Regions from separate parts of the Mus musculus genome. Here regions 2, 3 and 4 are each linked to region 1. A link is a contact called in public ChIA-PET and HiChIP or PLAC-seq data. All regions are on one chromosome and are shown on one strand. Each heading gives the region's core, a stretch centred on a gene start, on an enhancer-like site or on the middle of the called end of the contact. The rest is flanking DNA. Distances are from core to core; before and after follow the strand shown. Region 1 holds the start of Gopc (golgi associated PDZ and coiled-coil motif containing). Region 2 has its middle 64 kb from the start of Lilr4b. Region 3 holds the start of Lilr4b (leukocyte immunoglobulin-like receptor, subfamily B, member 4B). Region 4 holds the start of Rfx6 (regulatory factor X, 6).

Region 1 (2,942 bases), core at 218-2,717:
CATTATTACAGTTAACAGTAAAGAGGAGCTCTTAAGAAAGCTAAGGCACAAAGAACTTCACACATAACAAAGTATCTCTCTTTTTTTTTAATCCTTTTTAAAATCAAAGAGCTACTCTCTACTGAAATTGTCTATTTTTAAAAGGTTTCCCATATAATGTTAGTACACCATAATTTCTAAATCTTGTAATACTGGCCTAGTTGAATTTTCCACACAAAATGGGAGGTTTGGAATTCCTGTTTGCAATCACACTCCCCTTGCTCTGATTAGAGACCTAAGCAAAGGATTGTCTTTACATAGTCTCAAAGGTCTGAAATTAGGGAAAATACTGTAAAATACAAAGACATACCATCTCACTCAATACTAGAAGTTATTTGAATATTGACAGCTCTAAAGACATAGCTGCCCGTAATATCTGCCAAGTGTGAATGTAAACTGAGAAGGTAGATAGGAACATATATATTCCATTACATTTCCCCAAGAGCTTTGATCGGATTCCCCTAAGTTCATGCATGTCTCTGTGTACAGACACGGACGTTGATCTGGGCTATTGGATGAAAATAATCAGAGCTGCATCTGTCTGAAAATACATCATCTAGCTTGTCATTATCAAAGCAGAAGAGGAGAGTTGAGGTATTCCCCGACAGAAGATCTTGGTAATAACACCTACAAGGCAGGTAGTGTGATTAGCTCCTGTCCCCACCGCATGAGATGCTGGGAGGTGGATGACAGGACGTCTGGAGACCCACACATCAGTCTGCATCCTTTTCCTCCCCCACCCGCTCCGCACTCCTTTGCTTCACTCACGTATAAAACGCACTCTCCATCGCATTCGAAGCTGAGGTGTCCAGTGGGTAGGTTTTTAAGGATCATTTTCCTAGTGCTTTAAATGGGATCTAACGACCTCGGACAGCCTGGGGTTGAATGCTATTGCTGCCAGCCCCCGAGGCTCACCTCAAGCTTGTGGTTGATCTGGGACACAGTCTGGGCTTTGTGGCATAGCTGCGCAAAGCAGGAGCTAAGGCTGGTCATCTTCTGACGCCCCTCATAAGTGATGTCCGCCTGGTCCGGATCGATCTCGCCCAAAAGCAGATCCACATCCACGAAGGCCTTGTCGAACTCCTTCTCCAGCACCTCAAGCCATCGGAACATGGACACCCCGCCAGGGGAGACCCCCACAGGGCAGGAGGAGCCCCCTGGGCCGCCGCCGGCTCCCGCCGGGCATGGGCCACCCGCCGACATGGCGCCGTCCAGGGCCTCGCCGACTGCTGCTCACTCTGGCCGCCCGCCCCGCGCGAGGGGAACTGCTAGCACCGCGGCGCCCCCCGCGCGCGCGCACACACAGACACACACGCACACACACACAGACACACACCCGCCGGTCCCCTCCCTTCCCTCGCGCCGCCAACGCCGGCAGCGCAGCTCCAGAGCAGCAAAGGAAGCGGGGCTGAAGCAGCGACAGCGACACGGAAGACCCGCCCCGCCCGCAAGCCGGCCCGCCCCCGCCGCGCGTGCGTAGCGGAGCCCAGAGCAGGCGCAGCCCAGAGGGAGAAAGTGGGCGGGGCCGTACGAGAGCTTAGCCAATGAAAAGCCTTCGCCTCCACAAGCCTGTCTGCGACCATTTTGACGACCGGCAAAACCCTGAGAAGCAAAGGGTTGAGGTGGCCCCTTGCAAGTGGGGAAGACCGGAGGAAGGGAAGGGAAAGATTCCACGTCGCAGAGGGGACCGGCTTCCGCCAGTTTGGCTTCACAGTGGGCCTGGAACCGGTCCACAGACGTCTAGCAAAGTTGCTACTGGGGTGTCAAGGGGCTCGGGTGGGAGCGGGGAGGGCCGTGTGTGCATGCGCAATAGCCACGTTTTCTCTTCCGATTTCCAGCTCTTAGGGCGGGAGGGTGGGGACACTGGCTAATGTTGCTAAACCTGACGGTGCATTCCAGCCAGAAGCTGCCTATGGAAGCTACTGAGCAAGTTTTGTTGAATCAATGGTTCCTCCTTCTATGATTGACAAGCTGGGGTTCTAGGCCAATGTATTATTACATACTAGCTGCCCCACCTCAGTGGTGTTACCTTGCTTGGGTAACAAGGTTTCCAAAGTTTACTTCACTTGGCAATTAAGGTAAAGTGAAAGTGTTATCACTTGGTACATAGCACTCATCTTACTGCATCACAGATCGTATATTTCTAAAGCAACCACTTGGGATGCTGTAATCATCTTATAAACTAGTATTGTGCTCGTTCCCATGTTATTTTCATATGTTCATAAACATTGAATACATATCCCGATTGAGGCACTGAGGACATAAAATCTAATGAAACGACCTCATCCAAGCCGAACTAGTAAGACAGTGAGGCTCTCACGACTTTTAATTCCAGTGTTGCGTGCATTTGAGAGCATTTATCAAGAGCTTTCTTTGTGTCCTGCCTCTCATCTCTTCCACTTCTCCAACTCCACCCCTGTCTAAACCAACAGTAGACTGTCCGGAAGGGAAAGGAGAAGCCAGACTAATTAGAGTAGGCAGGTAGGAATTGTGCTTCCTGACTCGCCTACGGGAGTATGTGGAAAATTAGTCCATAATCTTTCGGAAGTTGTTCTTGGGACGGACCTTTCTAATAAATCATCAACCAAAGTCTGCATGGCATTGTGTGCCTCTCATCAAAGCAGTACCAATAAGAATTAAGAAATAACAGATTTAGTTTGCACTCTGGTTACTCCAATGCATGACTGCTTACCATCAAGCAAAAGCTATTATGACTTCAGCAAACTTAGACAAGTAAAACTAACCATGCAACTCTTCCCTTGAGTTTAGTCAGAGACTGTCTCATAGGCTTAGTACACAATAGTATAAAACATCCTCTTCGAATGGTTGGTTGTATTTTATATATAAATATATAATAAAATAATTTATCTATATCTACCTACCTATACACACACACACACACA
Region 2 (2,942 bases), core at 202-2,701, 970 kb before region 1:
CATTAAAATGCCTCTTCCCAGTCTCTGGGCTAATTATTACTGTTAGTTCCCATGGCTGGTAAAATTATAATAAGACTCCTAAAATTTCCACCCTAAGATAATCATGTTTTCTATTGTGGTATGCCACTGAGTTTAGGCAGAATGAGAATATAATGTGAATCTATGATCAGATCATCATTAAATGATGATCAACAGAGAAATCATTAGGGTAGTTAGGACCTATTTATATAAGATCTTAAAAACTGAATTATCTCTGAAGAATGCAATTTCCTATAACAGAAATGCCACTGCTGGCTTTGATGATAGATAGCAAATTCTAGGAGCTGAAAACAGCTACCAGCCAACAGCCAATAAAGTTATGAGACCTTCAGTTCTACAACCTCAAGGAATTGAATTCTGCCAACTACCAGTGATGTCGGAAGTTGATCTGGAACCTTAGATAAAACCAATGCTATTTACATACTTAAAGTCAGGTAAGACTGTAGCAAAGAACTCTCTTATGCGATTCTCAGTCTTTTGACCCTATGAAACTTCGAGACAGTAAATACTGCTATAAGCTGATAAATTGATTGTGTTACAATAAAAAGCAAATAAAACTCCAAAGTTCCTCCCCTATTTCTCAAGCACAATTATCTTTCTCTCTCCTTCCTCCCTCCTCCCCTCCTTCCTCCTTCTCCCACTTTGGTATACTAGACAGTGGTTTTCTTAAAATGAAGTAGAATTGGCAATGGCAGTGTGTATATATTAATAGATAAAGTCTCAAATGATGTGCTAACAAAAGTGTGGTATGTTACCTGTACCTGATTTTCTCTTAAAAGCTGTCATTTAATCTAAGGGACAGCATCAAGTTTATGAAAGCCATAGTGTCTTTCATAAGACACTATGAAGGTCACTACCAACTGTCAGAAAAGAAAAAAAAACAAAACCAAAACAGTGCACAGTTCTGCAAAATGTATCCAGAATTGAAATCCCAAGCATACTATAAAAAGGTCAGAGTCTCAAAAATGCACAAATTTATTTTTATGACAATATTTAAAATAATGTAGAATTTTATTACCTATATATTTTTATTTAATAATATTCTATATTTTCAAACAGCATTGCATGATTCTCACCATGAAAATGATTCATTTTGTCATTCTTTTGACATGATTTAAACACAAAACAGTAAGTCAGCAGGCTGATTGCTCTATTCTGAAACACTCAGGGGGTAAGCAAATAGCTTCTGGCCAATTTTAGTTCTTTTCAGTCTGCATTTGGTGATGTCTACATTGGGTAATATTTTCAGGATGCTAGATCATCCCATAATTGTCATCTTTCCTTTGGGTCAACTTCAACTTGATCTCAACTTTAAGTAAAATGATTCATAAATTTTCCCTGCCCATTATAATCCTAGGCAGAGTTAGCATGACACATATCTGGCATTTTTGTTGGCACTACCCAATCTGACACTATTCTCTTCTGCTATTTTTAGATCTGACCTCAGAACCCTTTACAACACAGCTCTTTGTGAATCTTCTGTGAATTAATTACATGTAGAATGCCAGAAGAAACTTGTATATTCATCCATATAATAATACTATGAAAAGTTCCATTCCCCTAATTCTTGACAATTCTAAAAAGCACTAAAACACTAAGTATTTCTATACTATATTAAGGTTTCATAATTTGTATAACTTATAGAATTTGTACCTTGACAAGTTTATATATGTATAAAGTACATTCTAATGTTTGTAGTCTTCTACATAAGATCTAATATCCATCAAAGCTCTCGTGTCTGCTCTTTCCAATAAGTCAGTTTTCCACATCCATGTTTGTTTGTTTTATTGTTTTTAGACCTATTGAGTTTTCCCATGATTGCTAGTGGCTGGGCATGATCAATGGAGCCTGATGTGCTTGCTCTTGAGTGGGGACATTCCAATGATGGTATTTGCCCCACCTCCTGAATGCATCTGTAGCAAATAGTTCAACAAAGAGGAGTAGGGTTTCATGAGTCATTCATTTGTTTATTGTAGCTGTCCAGAAGCCATGGATGAACTGGGTTACCTGAAAGGGAGAGGCTGGAAATGGAAAAGGATCGGCAGGCGAGAGAATGATAAAGCCAAGACAAAGGTTTCTGATCAAGGCTCAAAGTTTAATTTTCTACTCTGTGTTTATATAGTTTATGTAGGGAAAACCCCACAGACCCATCCTTTGTTTCAGCTGGATTATGTTGCAAAGCAAGCTCAGCAGGCAGTCTGCTCCTGCAGAAAACTGCAAGTGCAGAAGACTCCACCTAGTTGGGCTAGGTCAGTGGAAGACCAAATGTAGCAGGCAATTAAGATCTGTTTAGCCTGCTCAAGGTTAGGAAAATGGCTTTATTTATTTATTTATTTATTTATTTATTTATATTTTTTACATCCCAACTACTGCCCATCTCTCTAACTCCTTCTCACAGATTTTCTCTCCCTAATCCCTCCCATGTTCCTCTGACAAGATGCCCCCCAACCTGTGTCCCCCCAACCCTGTCAAATCAACTCTCTGCAGGGATAGAGTCATCCTCTCCCACTGAGGTCAAATAAGGCAGCCCTGTTGGGGACTGGATTCTATAGACAGACAAAAGATTTAGGAACAGCTCCCATTCCAAGTTGTTAGGGGAACCACATGGAGACTGACCTGAATATATGGTACATGTGTGTGGAGCCTCTGTCCACTTCTGTATGCTCTTTGTTTGGTGACTCAGTCTGTTGGAACTCCTCAAGGTCCAGGTTAGTTGACTCAGCTGGTCATGCTGTGGCATTCCTATGCCCTTCAGGGCCTTCAATCCTTCTCCAGGTTCTTCCATAAGAGTCCCCAACTTCTGGGTCAAAAATTTTGAAAATAGTTTGGTGACACCATCCCTCCACTGGGGGCCTTGTCTATTTACTGGAGGTAGTCTCTTCAGGTTCTATCTCCCTACTGTT
Region 3 (2,942 bases), core at 126-2,625, 900 kb before region 1:
TTTTGTTATCTATTCATATATTTTGAAATTATTTATACATTTCACTTGTTTTTTAAGTTACAACAGGAATAATATTTTCTGGGATACAAAATAGGTATATTACAGATATACATTGTGTAAGGAATAATTCAAGATGATATATCTCTCAACACATATGCAAAACATTAGATTTGTGAATTCAACACTTAATTGCTATATAGGTGTTACTGTACATAACATGTGCCACATTGAACAATACATCTCTGAAGAGAGTTCTTCCTGAGGAGTGAAACTTTATCGTCTCAGTGCAATTCCTTCATCAGATCACAGCCCTCACATCTGTCATATTTTTCCTTCTTCTAAGTGTTTGGCATCTTTAGGGTCCACACAAAAGATTTTCTCTGCAGAAGTCCTTTTTTTCCATCAACTTTTCAAATACTTATCCGGAAGACATGTTTTAGGAATAAAGATATTTTATTATTGAGATTTTTTTTTGTTTCACTTATTTCAGGCATTACCATCTTTATGCCAAAACGACAGACTCAGTTTTAATGTGTTTTAGGTTTTCATTGTCTTCTATCATAATTCTAAATATTTTACATATACTATTATTTTGTTTGTTAGGGTTCTTATTGACTTCATTAGCTTCATATAATCATCATATCAAATTCATACACATATACACATATATACATACTCATGAACAGAAAAACTCATCACGTGTCAATTACTAATTTGTGAGTATATAAAAACTTTCTTTGACAAAATATTTATCCTCTTAATTATATACCTTCTTGCCATTTTTATGTTTTTGGAAACATTCTCCTCCTCTGTGTGCAGAAAACTCCAACCAGCAGCATAAAAATGTAAAATAAGACTTAAAATATATAGTCACTTTTACTTTGTTTTCACATTACTCTGCACTACAATCCCAGATATCACATGTGTCATACTATCTCTTTTTCTGCTGAGGAATGGAACAGAAACTGAGTCTGTGAGTAAAACTCCTCTGTGAAGAATCAGGATGTCAGAGTTGCAGTGTGGAATAGCACACATAACACACACACACACATACACACACACACACATACATACACACAGAGAGAGAGAGAGAGAGAGAGAGAGAGAGAGAGAGAGAGAGAGAGAGAGAGAGAGGGGGAGAGAGGGAGAGAGAGAGAGAGAGAAATAGTGAGAAAGACAGAGAATGTGATAAGGGAGAGTGAAAAGTAAAATAAATGTTTAAAATATAAAGGTGTTTAACCCCAGGATATGTGTCCTAAAGGATGTGGCTTTTCTCTGAAGGAACTTGAGAGATATGAGTGTTTACGCAGTCATCTGCTCTTAGGAAATTACAGAGGTTTCCCTTCTCATAATAGCTATGATGTAGAAAACCCATGACAGGAAGGACCTGCCCTCAAGATGACAACTGCATATCTGATGTTACAGGACAGACATTTGTCAGACTGGCCCAAGAGAACAGCTACGAACATTGCCTGGACTCACCATGATCGCCATGCTCACAGTGCTGCTATACCTTGGTGAGGTATAATGAGGGGGAGTGGATGCTTGTGTTTGTAAGGGAACCTATTCGACAGCCAGGTTTAATTTCACATGGACATCCTAGGGGATGCCCTCTGGTTCTCAATGTGAAAAAGCTTTGAGAAAAAGGTTTTGTTTTTTTTTTTTCCAGCTCTTATTCTGGAACCCAGGACTGCAGTACAGGCAGGTGAGTGTCTCCAGCCATCCCAGAATTTGATTCTTCACTCTGATGATACAACCTCTAATCTACTTTCTAGTGTGTAAATTCCTCAAAATGGTGATGGGGGATTGACATTTATGGGCTAATGTCTTGTTCCATGGGTGTGTTCTGTGCTAAGATCTAGTGTCTGAAGGAAGATGTTCTGGGCTTTTGATTTCTTCACAGGACACCTCCCAAAACCCATCATCTGGGCTGAGCCAGGCTCTGTGATCGCTGCGTATACATCTGTGATTATCTGGTGTTGGGGTTCCTGGGAGGCCCAGTATTATTATCTGGATAAAGAGAAAAGTGTAAATCCTTGGGACACTGAAGTCCCTCTGGAAAACAGGAATAAGACCAAGTTCAAAATTCGATTTATGACAGCCTCATATGCAGGCATATATAACTGTTACTATAAGAGTGCTGCTGGCTTCTCAGAGCACAGTGATGCCATGGAGCTGGTGATGACAGGTGAGAGGACATCAGGGAACCATGTACAGGCTCTCTCCTCAGAAGGAGGTCTATTTTCCAGGAGCTCTTCTCTCAGAGTCCAATCCTGGAGGACAATGTGGGTAACTCATGTTCATTTCACACACTGCCCCTTGTATTCTAGGAGCATATGAAAATCCCAGCCTGTCAGTCTATCCCAGCTCTAATGTGACCTCTGGAGTTTCCATATCCTTTAAGTGCAGCTCATCCACACTATTTGGCAGATTCATTCTGATACAGGAAGGAAAGCATGGCCTCTCGTGGACCCTGGACTCACAGCATCAGGCCAATCAGCCAACCCATGCTACTTTTGTTCTGGATGCTGTTGCTCCCAACCACAATGGAACATTCAGATGCTATGGCTTCTTTAGAAATGAACCACAGGTGTGGTCAAAACCAAGTAACTCCCTAGACCTCATGATCTCAGGTAAGCACCTTCCACCCATAATCACTTAGTGTGTTGGGTCACTTGGGTCTTTTTCCTAAGATGATCTATGGCTTAGAATAAGAGGGAGGGAGCACTGTGGTTAAAAATACTGTTCAGTTCAAAAGACATTCACCCCTTGATACAGGAGTTGCAGTCAGAATCCCCTGGTCCAAATGCCTTTTTCCTTGACTCATTGTAATTTAGCAGAGACCTTTGAGAGAGACACACAGTTGATGAAGTGATCAGATAATGTCTCTGTACTAGTTATATTCCTATTTTTGTTGTAAAAACACCATGATATAAATAAAG
Region 4 (2,942 bases), core at 290-2,789, 700 kb before region 1:
AGTTCAATTGGAAAATTGCCAAATATTCACTTAGTGTCTATATGACTCACATACACAAACACAGCTCCTGGATATCAAGTAGGTTGTATTTTAAAATTAAAGGAGAAATTGTAGTCATTTTCTGAACCTTTTTCTCATTGTTGAGTGACCTGAGTGGATAGAGCCCTGCTGGGAACACAAAGAGGACTCCCATTACAGAACACCCCTGAGTGTGTCTCTGGAAAGGTAGCATACTGTACACTTGAGCACTAAAGAGAAAAGTCCTACACACGAAGCAGGCTGGGAGGCTTTCAGAGGAGTAGGCAGAGAAGACTAACAATCCTAGGTAGGGAACATTGAATGTGTGGGAAAGTGTGTGGCTACAGCCGATGTCCAGCATCCAAAGGAAGCAGGTGAGATGAGCTTGGGAGAAGTGAGGCCTTTCCCAGCAAGTGCTGCTGAAAAGGAAGCAGTCACATAAGCGCAGCTTGACCTGCCCTGGGAAAGGCTGCTCTCTCTGTTGGATTGCTGCTGTAATTGTCCCTTTAGTCAGCTGCCACTCTGGGTCTCATTTTGCTTTCTCTCTGTGGTTTCAGTTTAATGTTATTTCATGCTAAACTCAAAGGTGATGTCGCTTTCTAATCTCCCCCCAAAAGATACAGGATTAGCTGAGATGAGGCAATGGAAACCAAGGCAGGATCCCTCCTTCTCCTGGAGGGCCTGTTTGTCCAAAGAACAGAGAATAGAATAAGAAAAAAACAGCGAGTCAGCCAGGCAGTCGGATCCCAAAGCTCCACCCAGCTCCATTCTTCATAGAAAGCCCAACTTACTTCGAAACAAACCCAGGTTTTGTCATTTGGGAGTGAGATATTATTAAATTTCAGAAAATATTCGTTCCACTGCTGGGCATGAAGTGAGGAATTGTAAGTGATGCACATGCAAGTTTGAATGGTATCTTTTCCTCCAACCTCAATAGTTTAGAGGGATGTGAGACCTAAGTACCCAAAATACAGAGCAGTGTCTCTGTCTTCCAGCCACTGAAAAGGGTGCTCTTCGATCCTTGCATTATTCTGGGAATACATCTGACCCAGGCGGTGCAAAGACCAGGGAAGGGTACTCTGGGTTTTGTTCACTTCCACCTGATACTCAAGTCAAGGCTGACCAGGCAGGTGCCTCGATTAGTCTCCTGAGAATTGATGGGGAAAAGTGAAGTTGCTTGTCCCACTAGAGAAAAGAGCTGAGCTTTATAGGATCCTTCAGGAAGTTTTCAGTTGAGAAATGGTCCTGGGTCTAGAATTAGGCAAGAGAGAACAAACGAAGGGGAAAGTGCTCGGTGTGACTGACAGCCAATGTGGAAGTGAACTGGGAGCAAGCTTCTGCCCAGACCGAGCAAGACACTTGGGAAAAAGGCAGCATCGCCTCCGCCCTCCTCCACCCTGCCATCTGTGCGGTACCTGTTCACCCTGTCCCCTCTCCACCATCGGGGGCTCTGGAGCCTGCCCAGCGGCCACAGGTTCCCCAGCCCCGCCCCGCCCCGCCCCGGGGCTCTGGGCTCTACACAGAGCTCCTTCAAGCCCGGGCGGCGTGCCGAGATCCGGGCGGTGGGAAGGATGGCTAAGGTCCGGGAACTGGAGGAAGCTTTCGTGCAGGAGCAGCCTTCGCCCCAACTTCCCTCCGAGATCGCGGAGGAGTGCTGCGCGCAGCTGCTTGGCAAGGGCTTGCTGGTCTACCCTGAGGACAGTGCTTACCTGCTGGCTGAAACAGCCGCGGGCGCTCGGAGCAGCGGTGAGAAAGGCGGAGATCCCGGGCTGCAGGTGGGAGTTAAATCAGGTGAGTGCTCCACTCTCCCGGCTGCGGTGCTGAGTCCTAAGGGTGTCCAAGAATAAAAACGAAGCACTCTGAATACACATAAAGTAGGATGCTCTGTCGGAACCATTTCGTTTCAGCAGGAACACTGTTAACTATGAGGGTTTTGCTCAACTCCTTCCTTGCTCCTCCTTGGGTGCAAAGCAAGGTGGGTGTGGAGGTCTCTGGACTGATCCGCGTGTTCCCTTGTTCTTTGTCATTCCTTACACTCGCCCTCAGAAATGCAGTTAAACAACGGCAACTTTTCCTCGGAAGAAGAGGATGCGGACACCCAGGAGAGCAAGACCAAAGCAGCCGACCCACAGCTCTCTCAGAAGAAGAGCATCACGCAGATGATGAAGGATAAGAAGAAGCAGACTCAGCTCACCCTGCAGTGGTAAGCTGGTCCTGTCACCCGCACTGGCTGACGTCCACCAGCCCCTGTCTCTAAGACCCTGGCTTTCCTCAACTTGCTTCTCCTTAAAACTTCCACAAGTTTAAAAGACCCACGACAAATGCACCTGTTTTCTTGCACTGCATATGCACACAGAGACCTATTCTGACCCTGACGAAAAGCTAAAGCCACAGGTTCTTCACATGTAAGCTGTGATGAATTTTTCTGTGATTGTTTGCTGAACATAAAATATATTTCTTTGATATTTTTATGTTTTCGAGATATGATCCTTCAGAACAGCGAAAAATGGAAGGCGTTTAACTCTGTTTTAATCCATAGGAGGGCAGGTACTGTGTCAGTCAAAACAGATGGATTGAGTTAAAAGTACAAAACAGAAAAAAAAAATCACTCAAGCAGTCATGATTAAATAATTTTCAGTTTTTACAGCATAGTGCATACATGATTTAATATAGTAAAACACCACAAATTAACTTTTTGCCCCAAGTCTTTTAAAATTGAGAAATAATCAGTAGGTCTTCTACATATGAAGTGTGTTTTATAATACTTTCTGCAAACGAAAAAGATACTTAAATAAGAACGTGTCATTAAGAACAGTTGCATAATGTGAAGCATTTGGGGGACAAGATTTCCCCCCAATTCCAAGTAATAAAGACTATTTACTGGTAAGTTATATTCTCTCTCTCTCCCTCTCTCTCTCCTATAT

The links. ChIA-PET counts read pairs in DNA pulled down with a chosen protein or histone mark. HiChIP or PLAC-seq counts read pairs in DNA pulled down with a chosen protein or histone mark.
Region 2: an H3K4me3 HiChIP or PLAC-seq map of bone marrow-derived macrophages shows a contact between it and region 1, with 4 times the contacts expected there. The contact joins the enhancer-like site here to the promoter of Gopc in region 1. A contact is called at or near these places in 2 of 39 promoter capture datasets (neutrophils and pre-B cells), 1 of 484 Hi-C or Micro-C datasets (the G1E-ER4 cell line), 1 of 115 datasets of contacts at active chromatin or transcription factors (bone marrow-derived macrophages) and 1 of 9 other capture datasets (liver).
Region 3: a contact with region 1 is called in an RNA polymerase II ChIA-PET map of memory CD8 T cells, with 18 read pairs. The contact joins the promoter of Lilr4b here to the promoter of Gopc in region 1. A contact is called at or near these places in 3 of 115 datasets of contacts at active chromatin or transcription factors (bone marrow-derived dendritic cells, effector CD8 T cells and memory CD8 T cells).
Region 4: an H3K27ac HiChIP or PLAC-seq map of embryonic stem cells shows a contact between it and region 1, with 5 times the contacts expected there. The contact joins the promoter of Rfx6 here to the promoter of Gopc in region 1. A contact is called at or near these places in 2 of 39 promoter capture datasets (cranial neural crest and hippocampal neurons), 3 of 484 Hi-C or Micro-C datasets (cortical neurons and embryonic stem cells) and 3 of 115 datasets of contacts at active chromatin or transcription factors (bone marrow-derived macrophages and embryonic stem cells).

The regions. Positions count from the first base shown.
Region 1 is chr10:52,380,657-52,383,598 of GRCm38.p6, forward strand. Gopc (golgi associated PDZ and coiled-coil motif containing) reads right to left here and starts at 1,468. Exons shown (of 9, transcript NM_001199272.1): 1 at 955-1,468. The coding sequence starts at 1,242.
Region 2 is chr10:51,415,465-51,418,406 of GRCm38.p6, forward strand. No RefSeq gene overlaps it. Among named protein-coding and RNA genes, the nearest start is that of Lilr4b, 64 kb to the right of the region's middle. Within about 2 kb of position 1,452, at least 11 of the 459 cell types and tissues checked have an H3K27ac peak or open chromatin away from gene starts, as enhancers often do. A contact at or near this core is called in bone marrow-derived macrophages, where this site is marked.
Region 3 is chr10:51,479,237-51,482,178 of GRCm38.p6, forward strand. Lilr4b (leukocyte immunoglobulin-like receptor, subfamily B, member 4B) reads left to right here and starts at 1,376. Exons shown (of 9, transcript NM_008147.2): 1 at 1,376-1,517; 2 at 1,670-1,705; 3 at 1,904-2,188; 4 at 2,331-2,633. The coding sequence starts at 1,484.
Region 4 is chr10:51,676,221-51,679,162 of GRCm38.p6, forward strand. It overlaps Rfx6 (regulatory factor X, 6), which reads left to right and starts at 1,540. Exons shown (of 19, transcript NM_001159389.1): 1 at 1,540-1,809; 2 at 2,065-2,221. The coding sequence starts at 1,590.